2 separate regions of the Sus scrofa genome follow, and region 2 is linked to region 1. The links are chromatin contacts, called in public HiChIP or PLAC-seq maps. All regions are on one chromosome and are shown on one strand. The core of a region is the stretch at or near the end of the contact, and the rest is flanking DNA. Distances in the headings are between cores, read along the strand shown.

Evidence for each region. HiChIP or PLAC-seq counts read pairs in DNA pulled down with a chosen protein or histone mark.
Region 2: a contact with region 1 is called in an H3K27ac HiChIP or PLAC-seq map of alveolar macrophages. The contact joins the promoter of SRGN here to the enhancer-like site in region 1. A contact is called at or near these places in 1 of 5 promoter capture datasets (liver), 15 of 47 Hi-C or Micro-C datasets (alveolar macrophages, blood, heart right ventricle and 5 more) and 2 of 2 datasets of contacts at active chromatin or transcription factors (alveolar macrophages and skeletal muscle).

The regions. Positions count from the first base shown.
Region 1 is chr14:72,141,711-72,146,539 of Sscrofa11.1, forward strand. No RefSeq gene overlaps it. Among named protein-coding and RNA genes, the nearest start is that of SRGN, 39 kb to the right of the region's middle. Within about 2 kb of position 1,886, at least 24 of the 83 cell types and tissues checked have an H3K27ac peak or open chromatin away from gene starts, as enhancers often do. A contact at or near this core is called in alveolar macrophages, liver, mesenteric adipose tissue and 2 more, where this site is marked.
Region 2 is chr14:72,180,833-72,185,661 of Sscrofa11.1, forward strand. It overlaps SRGN (serglycin), which reads left to right and starts at 2,536. Exons shown (of 3, transcript XM_013990411.2): 1 at 2,536-2,844. The coding sequence starts at 2,769.

The DNA.
Region 1 (4,829 bases), core at 636-3,135:
CCTGGAGTTCCCGTAGTGGTGCAGAGGAAATGAATCATGAGGTGGCAGGCTTAATCCCTGGCCTTGCTCAGTGGGTTAAGGATCTGGCATTGCTGTGAGCTGTGGTGTAGGTCACAGATGTGGCTCAGATCCTGCGTTGCTGTGGCTGTGGCATAGGCTGGCAGCTGTAGCTCCGATTGGACCCCTAGCCTGGGAACCTCCGTGTGCCACAGGTGTGGCCCTGAAAAGCAAAAAAAAAGAAATGGACATCTTATTTTAGTGGGTCATAGGGTTGACTCAGAGCTTCCTAGCAACCAAGGAGAAAAGAGAAAACAGATACATTACATAGTTCAACACTATGTCTGTAAAATAAAATAAGCTAATGACGCAGGAAAAACATACCCTGAGCAGGATTTTTTCTTGCTCAACATGCTTCCTCCTTGACTGTATGATTCATTTTGCTAAAAGGAAGCCCATTTATGGAAAAGTGTTTCTGCATTCGACATAGGTTCTAACGCTTACTAGAGCCGCCCCCCCCCTGCCCCCCGAGTGTCTTCACCTGGCCAAATAGAGAAGCCCTAGTTCCTGGCCCAGAAAACTAATCTTGCAATAGGCCAGTGTCACTGAAACTAAAAGCATCACAGGCAGATAATAAACAAGATGTGTGCACTCTGTGGTTAGGTTGCTTTGTAGCAACCCGTGTTTCCTCTCTTTTGCAACTTCAGGTTCAATGAAGCTCAACCTAAACATGAGTCATGGAGACCCATTCTCACACTGATATATGTCTGGACCCTAAGTTAATTTGAATTTCCACTTCCACTCCTTGGAAACTCTTATCTAACTCAACAATCAGCAAAGCTTTGTTGAGCACTTCTTTTGTGTGAGGCGTCTGTACTGAGCCCTCCCTGGGACTCCAGGCTTCCAGTAAATGGGCCAAGGGGGAAATACAGGCAATCGGGGCTTTGGGTACTGAGAAGAGGGGGTCTGCAAACCCAGGGAGCTGGAGGGTCCTGGAAACATCTTAGAGGAGGTGAGACTAGAAGGGTGAGAAGCAACTGGTCGGAGAAGAGAGCAGGTGCGATGAGGACTCTGGTGAGGAGGATCCAGGGGTGTTGGGGGCACCAGGAGGAGTCTCACCTACGTGGAGTGTTGGGCAGTGAAGGGGGACAGAGGAAGATAATGTGGAATCAGGATGTTCTTAGAGGCCAAGGCTGATGGAGCTCCTCCCTCTTCCCCTATCATCCCCCCAGCACAGGGGAGAGGGAAATACATAATTGTTCCTCACGGCACCCACAGGGGATTTGGAGGAGTAATCTAATATGGGACTTGCTGAAACAGTTTGTTACTTGGTTTAGGGACTTTTAGAAACACATGATCTCAAAGGAAAAAAAAACCAAAAAACAAAAAACAAAAAACCGCCAAATGAGTCTCTAAATGAGTGAGGCTGCGGGTAAACATTACTTTTTCTGCAGGTGGAAACTGCAGGATCCTAGCCACCGGCTTTTGTCTGTAGTGTCAGTTGGAATCATTTCAAGACTGAAACTGGGAGTTTCTGTCGTGGCTCAGTGGTTAACGAACCCGACTAGTAACCATGAGGTTGCACTGCAGGTTCAATTCCTGGCCTCGCTCAGTGGGTTAAGGATCCTGTGTTGCTATGGCCTGGGGTGTAGGCCGGCGGCTATAACTCTGATTAGACCCCTAGCCTGGGAACCTCCACATGACTCTGAAATTGGCTGCAGGAATATTTTCTTTCTCCATTGTGGGGTGGGGGTGGGAATAGCTGTGATTATCTTTATTTTGGCATCATGGGAGGAAGTCAAGGAAATGTCTTTCCCCTCAATGTGCTGGTGTCTGAAACATTTGGTTCTTCAAGCCACTAGACCACATTTTTCAAAGAAACTTCCCAATTAGAAGCAGAGGGGAAGCCTGGGCTTGGGAGGCTGCGACTTCAGGGCTCTTAGAGCGGCGAATGATTTCATCTCATGTTATCTCCATTCTGCCTGTAAGGAAATGGAAACTCAGAGGAGTGAAAACAAAAACTGGCCCAAGGTCACAAAGCTAGAAAGTGGCAGGAGCCCAGCCTCAAAGTTCAGGTGACACAAAGCCCAGTGAGGCTGCCACACTACCTTCCTTAGGAAAAAGAAACATATCCAAAGGCAACCACACAGGAATCACAAGAACTCTATCAAGAGAGGTGCACATGTGATGGGACTGGGGCCCAGACACCTACATTTTCAACACCTCCAAGGAATTCTGACAACCCAACAAATTTGGGGACTCTCACTGTAAAAGAGCCTTGACTGTAGCTCTGCCCTGGGTGGGGGTGAAGGGTTTCTACTTCCTCCGAGCGGCAGGGTGGAGACTCTCACAGATTGACAGCCGCTTGATGAGGAAGATGAGGCAAGAGCAAGAAAAGAGGAAGCTATTTTTTCTGTGGAAACTCGTCTGAGAACTAAGATGAATGCAGAAGAATGTGTCACACTTGTAGGAGCAAGAAGCCATGGAAAATGCGCTTGCTGACCTGCGTTCCCACCCCTACCCCTTCCCACAGCTGGTGTCACATGAAGAATCTGAGTTGCCCTCCGGGGCAGGGGGCAGAGGCAGTGAGGGGAACACAGCCCCCAGGCCTGGCTTTTTGATCCGGGCTGTGTTCCCTGAGTCGACACCCTCTTCTCTGTCCCCAGACTCCTGTGCTGCAACATGAAGATGCTGGACCTGGTCCTCAGGCTGTAAATCTGGACCCACTGTGGGAGTTCTTACCCCAGACTCCTGGAAAATCTAAGAAAACTACTTCCTGAGGAAAAAGCAAATGCAGTCAAATTTTAGCTAACAATTTCAGGGAAACTGAGGGATTTGCCAAAGCTTATCATGAAGCCCTAGAGGTCCACGGGACCCCTGTTGAATCCTGCTCATCTGTCTGGAAGCCTCTGTGACTGTGTTGTCCAGAGGAGCAACATCTAGCCCCATTTGGTCACTGAACACTTGAAAAATGGCTAGTCTGAATTGAGAAGTGCTCTAAGTGCGAAGTGCACACAGGAGTTTGAAGATTTCATATGAAAAAAAGAATGAGAATGTCTCAACAATTTTCATAGTGATTGTATCTTAAAAGAGAAGTTGGATATTTGGGGTTATTTTATTAACATTAACTTCACCTGTTTCTTTTTACTTTCTCTTTATTATTTTCTTTTTTTTTTTTTTTTTTTTTTTTTTTTTTTTTTTTTTTGTGTGTGTGTGTGTCTTTTCAGGGCTGCACTGCCAGCACATGGAGGTTCCCAGGCCAGGGGTCCAATCGGAGCTCCAGCTGCCAGCTTACGCTACAGCCACAGCAAATGCCAGATCCGAGCCATGTCCGCAATCAACACCACAGCAACACCGGATCCTCAACCCACTGAGCGAGGCCAGGGATTGAACCCGAAACCTCAGGGTTCCTAGCTGGATTCGTTTCCATTGCGCCACGACGGGAACTCCTACTTTCTTTCTCTTTCCCTCTCTTCCTCCCTTCCTTTCTTTTTTTTTTTTTTTTCCTCTTTCTCACTCTTTTTTCTCCTTCCTTCCTTCCCTTTCCTTTCTTTTTTTCTTTTGTTCCTCAGCATGCCGAAGTTCCCAGGCCAAGGACAGAACACACGCCACAGCAGTGCCTCAAGGCACAGCACCGACAATCCAGATCTTTAACCTGCTGAGCCACCAGGGAAATCCTTTTCCTTTTTTCTTTTTACTTTTTAAAAGAGTGGCTAGAATATCTGAAGTGACATCTGTGACTGGCGTGTATCTAGTGTAATGCTATCCTGTTGGCAAGGACTCCCCGCCCTTTTTGGTCAGTCAGTGTGTGCCCTTCACAGTGTATGCTTTCTTCACTTCTGCCCATCACTTCCTCTTCCTGAAAGATGCCATTACGAGAATGGGCAGGGAAATCTTTGCAAGCACAAGCTATAAATCACGTCTTTCTCACTAGACAGCAAGCAACTTGAGGGCAGGGTTGTGTCTAATGCTTCTGGGTCTCTCCAGGGATGGGAACCCAGAAAATGGAATGATCCCTTTCGACCGCTTAAGAGACTAGAGTACCAGGTAACACTGATGTGTTATTTCCTAGGGCTGCCCTAACAAAACACCGCAAACAGGCTGGCTTAAAACAGAAAATTTTCTTTCGCAGTTCCGAAAAAGTCAGAAATCAGGTGTCAGCAGGGTTATGTTCCCTTTGAAGGCTCTAGGGGATGAGCCTTCTTCCCCTTTTCTTAGCTTCCAGTGGTGGACAGCAATCCTTGGGTTGTAGATGCATCACCCCAGTCTCTGTCATCCTGGTCCTGTGACCTTCTCCCTCTGTCTCACATCTTCTTCCCTCTGTGTCCAAATTGTCCTCATAAGGACAACTGCATTAAGGTCCATCCTAATCCAGTGTGACCTCATTTTAACTTGATTACATCTGCAAAGATCTTGTTTTCAAGCACAGTCACATTCTGAGGTTCTGATGGACAGAAATTTGGGAGAGACACTACTCAGCCCAGTACAACTGGTGAGTATCTTTTGTGAGAAAGATATTTCCAAAGAAGGTGGTTGGTGATTGGGTATTTTCCCCCCGCATCTTCTAATCTCAAGAAAGGGCGGAACAGAGTACTTAGTGTGTGGCAGACACAGTCTAGACTCTGGGGACACTATGATGAATGTGACAGTCTTTGCCTCATGTAACCCACTCTCTATTGATGGAGATAAAAAGTCACTACATCAGCACATAATATCAGGTCAGGGGAGTTCCCATCGTGGCTCAGTGGTTAGGATCCATGAGGATGAGGGTTTGACCCCTGGCCCGACTCAGTAGGATAAGGATCCATGGCGCTGTGAGCTGTGGTGTAGGT
Region 2 (4,829 bases), core at 1,286-3,785, 40 kb after region 1:
GTAAATGAAGGATTAAATCTGGCCTAGAATTTATCTGTTTTAAAAAAAATTTTATGGCTGCACCTGCAGCCTATGGAAGTTCCTGGACCAGGGACTGAATTCAGACACAGCTGAGACCTTTGTCACGGCTGCAGCGATGCTGGATCCTTTAACCCACTGTGCTGGGCTGGAGGTTGAACTCATATTCCTGCAGCAACCAGAGCCGCTGCAGTTAGGTTCTTAAGCCACTGTACCATGGCGAGAACTCCTAGCATTTTTCTTTTAAAAGCATCAAAAACTAGGAGTTCCCGTCGTGGCGCAGTGGTTAACGAATCCGACTAGGAACCATGAGGTTGCGGGTTCAATCCCTGGCCTTGCTCAGTGGGTTAAGGACCCGGCGTTGTCCTGAGCTGTGGTGTAGGTTGCAGATACGGCTCGGATCCAGTGTTGCTGTGGCTCTGGCGTAGGCCGGTGGCTACAGCTCCGATTCAACCCCTAGCCTGAGAACCTCCATATGCCGAGGAAGCAGTCCTAGAAAAGGCAGAAAGACAAAATAAAGCATGGAAAACTTTTTGTAGAGGTGGAGGCTTAGAGAAAGATAGGGGTCCCCTTTGGTTAATGGAAGAAGCTTTGGGCAGGAAGCTTTTGCTTTTTGAGTTTGCCCTGCCAACTCAACCCTCACGGCCATGAGCTTTGATGGGCATCCTTTCACTGGCTTCCTACACCAGCCTTAGAACTAGAACGATGGGAGAGCACAGGGTAGGTGGCCCAGCATCTCTCAGCAGGTAAGTGAGCTCAGACCCAGGACTTGGGACTGCCTCAGGCATGTGTCCTGCTCCTCTACGGCTTGAAGAGGACTAGGGAAATGAAGTTGGAGGATGACTATTTGGAAAAAAAAAAACTTGGTTGTCAGCGTAGGGGAAACAGAGCAAATGCTTATGACTGCTGCAAAAATTTTAAAAAAACCCACCATGACCCAAAGAATTAAAAATTGAAGAACTGAAATGGAAAAAGCCTCCAAAATTACCATTTTAAAGCACAAGCTGTAATCAGCTCTGAGGTTTTGCAGGGAATTTATTGAAGCTATTGACAAGGATATTATTTTGATGCCATGGTTTTAAAGTGGAGGATAGGAGTTCCTATTGTAGCTCAGTGGGTTAAGAACTTGACTAGTATCCATGAGGATGCAGGTTCCATCCCTGGCCTTGCTGAGTGGGTTAAGGATGCACCACTGCTGCAAGCTGCAGCATGGGTTGCTGTGACTGTGGTGTAGGCCAGAGGCTGCAGCTCTGATTCAGCTCCTAGCCTGGGAACTTTAATATGCCGCAGGTTCAGCCTTAAAAAGAAAATAAATAAATAAATAAATAAAGGATAGCATTAAAAGCGACCAAAGTTGAGGGAGTTATTTCCAGCTGAAACCAGTATTCCATAGTGGGGAACCCACGGGATTTGTGAGTTTGCGGATTGTTTACTGCACTCAGAAGAGTCCCTGGACACACTTCCAACTGGTTTTGAGGAAGGTCAAAATGTGCATTCTTGGAAACCTTTGTGGACTTGCACCACGGCGACTCAGCAATTAATTTCTGAGGCGCGTTCTTAGCAGGAAATGGTAAAGGAACCAGCAGGAAGCAGAGAACAAGAGAAAGGAAACTCCTCCCTCTTGTCAAAGGACAGGCAAGAGTGAGGATGAAAATGGAAAGTGGACATTGTAGGGTTAGATGTGCTGCAATGGAGAGGGTGGAAGTAAGGAAAAAGTGTGTGCCCCAAGGGCAAGGGAGTGTGATAATCTGTTGTGTTTATTATGTGGCTTAAATATGGAGCCTGTGCTTTGTGACCCTCGGTCTTCAGCACACGATCCCCAGGAGATGGGGAAACGCTATTCCTTTATTTACAGAGGGCAGTGGTTTGTATGTTTTCTGAAGTCTGCAGCCCACTGACAGGAAAACCTCCCCCTGTTTCTGACTTCTAGCTTATTAAAGGCCAGAGGATGCCAAAGTCAAGTTGAAAAGTTTTACCAGGAGGAAAAAAAAAAACAAAGTATAAATGGAATCAAATCATAAGAAATACTTGGTGTGAAGGAGCAGAGGACTGCACAATCATTTTTCTGTTTTATCCAGTTCTTTGCAACTGAAAATCTTCACTAGATTTTGAATTAGAGGGAGAGCTGATGATCTAATGGGAGAAGCTGAGTCCTCTAAGAAGAAACTGGTTATCTGAGATCCAACAACACTTTCTTGTAGATTAGAACCCAGCTTTGAAGTTTCACTTTTTGAGCATGGCTCAGTGACTTCTGCTATTGCCAACAAAAAAGAAAATCAAGAACATATTATGCAGAATGGCCTCAGTGGTGAAAAAGCAGCATCTAGCCTCCTTACTTCATCAATTGGGCAGAGGCCCCTTAATGTCAGCAATCTCTTGTTTAGATGGTTACCTGAAGAAAGAAAAAACAAACTGTCCTTTATGATGATTCTGTTTAGCAGGGGGAAAAAAAATTGTAACCGGCCAGTGGCAAACAACAAAACTTTTGAAAAAGAAGACCTGGGGAGAGTCCAGGGCAGTTTCATAATGGGTATGAATAGTTATTTTGCTGCCCTTTTTTTTTTTTTTTTTTGGTCTAAATCTTTCTGGGGTTTGATGTGGATCTCTATTTGTTCAGGAAACTGTGACGTGTGTTCTGGGCAGGGTTTGAGGTTTTGGAACCTTTTCTAAAAGGGACAGAGAGCACCCGGCTACATTTCCCTTTTGTAAGGTTGGTGTGCAGGCGGTGGAGCCAAAGTGAGCCTGTCACAATGCAGGTGCTCTTCCGGTGCAGTGGGCTTGTCCTGGCTCTAGCCATCATCCTGATTTTGGATTCTTCAGTTCAAGGTAAGACCCAGGTATCTTGTCCCTTTGTAATTTTCCTTATAAGGCCCAGGGTCCACACAAATGATTATATTAATTTTAAGGTACAGAATGTATTCTATTTGGAAAAGTGGTGCCTCCCTCAAAAAAGAAAGAAAGAAAAAGAAAGAAAGAAAAAATGATTTAGGGTCGCTGACTGAGTTTTGTTAAGTTTGCTACCAAAAAAAAAAAAAAAAAATTTAAACTGAGGCAGGTGCAGCCTTATAAGTTCTTATAATGATTGAAATGTACAGTTTTATTTTGGATGAAATGTATGGTTTATAAATTTTAAAAAACTTTTTTTAAAAGATCAAGAGGGAGTTCCCTGGTCATCGAATGGTCAGGATTTGGCGCTTTCACCACTTCGGCCCGGGTTCAACCCCTGGTCTGGGAACTGAGATCCTATATCAAGCCGCTACATGCCATGGCCAAAAATAAATAAATAAATAAAGCTCAAGAAAGGAATATAGAAAATTGGAGTTCCATTGTGGCTCAGCGATTAACGAACCCAACTAGCATCCATGAGGACGTGGGTTCAATCCCTAGCCTTGCTCAGTGGGATAAGGATCTGGCATTGCCGTGAGCTGTGGTGTAGGTCCCAGACACAGCTTGGATCTGATGTTGCTGTGACTCTGGTGTAGGCTGATGGCTACAGCTCCGATTGGACCCCTAGCCTATGAACATCCATATGCCGCAGGTGTGGTCCTAAAGAGACAAAAAGACCAAAATAAATAAATAAATAAAATAATGTTATCTGAAAGAATATGCAAAACTAGTCAGAAATTTTTTTTAAAAAAAGGAATATAGAAAATTACCTACCCCTAGGTGTCCACATAAATCCCAAATTTTAACATAATACAAAATTTTTGTAATCACCCTGACACTGGGAGATGCTATTTTTGAAATCAGAGTAAATTTTTGTATTTTTTCTTCTTTTTTTAAACTTTGTTCTTAGTGACAATTCAATTATGGTTAGACATTGTTAATGCAAACCCTCTCAGATTTTAAAGAGAGGCCAAAGAATTTTAATAATTGTGCTGTTGCTCAGAGAAACATCACATTTGGAAATTTCTTGATAGGTTTCTTTATCATTCAGGGTTGTTTAGTAAGAATGAAACAACTTAAAACCTTTAATGACTAAGAAAATGAAAATGATAAATTTGTAAGAAAAATACAATTTCTTCTCCTTTGGTAAATAAAGGTTCACGTCTGAATAAGGCAGAAAATCACAGCCTGATAAAGAGATGGGAGAACTCATAGTAGAAAAACATTAAGTTCCTCCAACTCGTAAAGGAAATATTGAGTCATAATTACACACATGAGCTGGATTTTTTTCTTCGAAGTGACTTAGTTTTCTTGTTTTTACTTCTGGTGGAAATAAAATTGTACAGATGATCTCAGATACATTCATTATGTATTGGAAATGTATAAAATCACTTTCTTCTTGTTGTGTAATCACCGAAGAAAAAAACCAGCAAGGTATGTTGCTGAAACTTTTAATCTATTTTTAAAATATCAAAAATTGTTGATTGTAAGGAATAAACTTTACTTGGATCTTTTAGAGAAAACCTTCAGCTTAATGAAATAATTCCCTAATGTCTTCTGATAAGATCCAGGCAGTGAGGTCCATGTTTGTAGCACAGACTTGAGTGGCCACTTGGTGCTGGGCCTACCCTGACCGTGAGTCTTTTTTTTGTTTGTTTGTCTTTTTAGGGCCGCACCCACAGCATATGGAGGTTCCCAGGCTAGGGGTCCAACTGGAGCTGTAACTGCAGAACTACACCACAGCCACAGCAATGCCAGATCCGAGCCACATCTTCGACGTACACCACAGTTCATGGCAATGCGGGATTCTTAACCCACTGAGGCCAGGGATCAAACCCACATCCTCATGGATACTGGCTGGGTTCGTTAACCACTGAGCTACAATGGGAACTCCAAGCTATGAGTTTTTACATCTTCAAAATTTC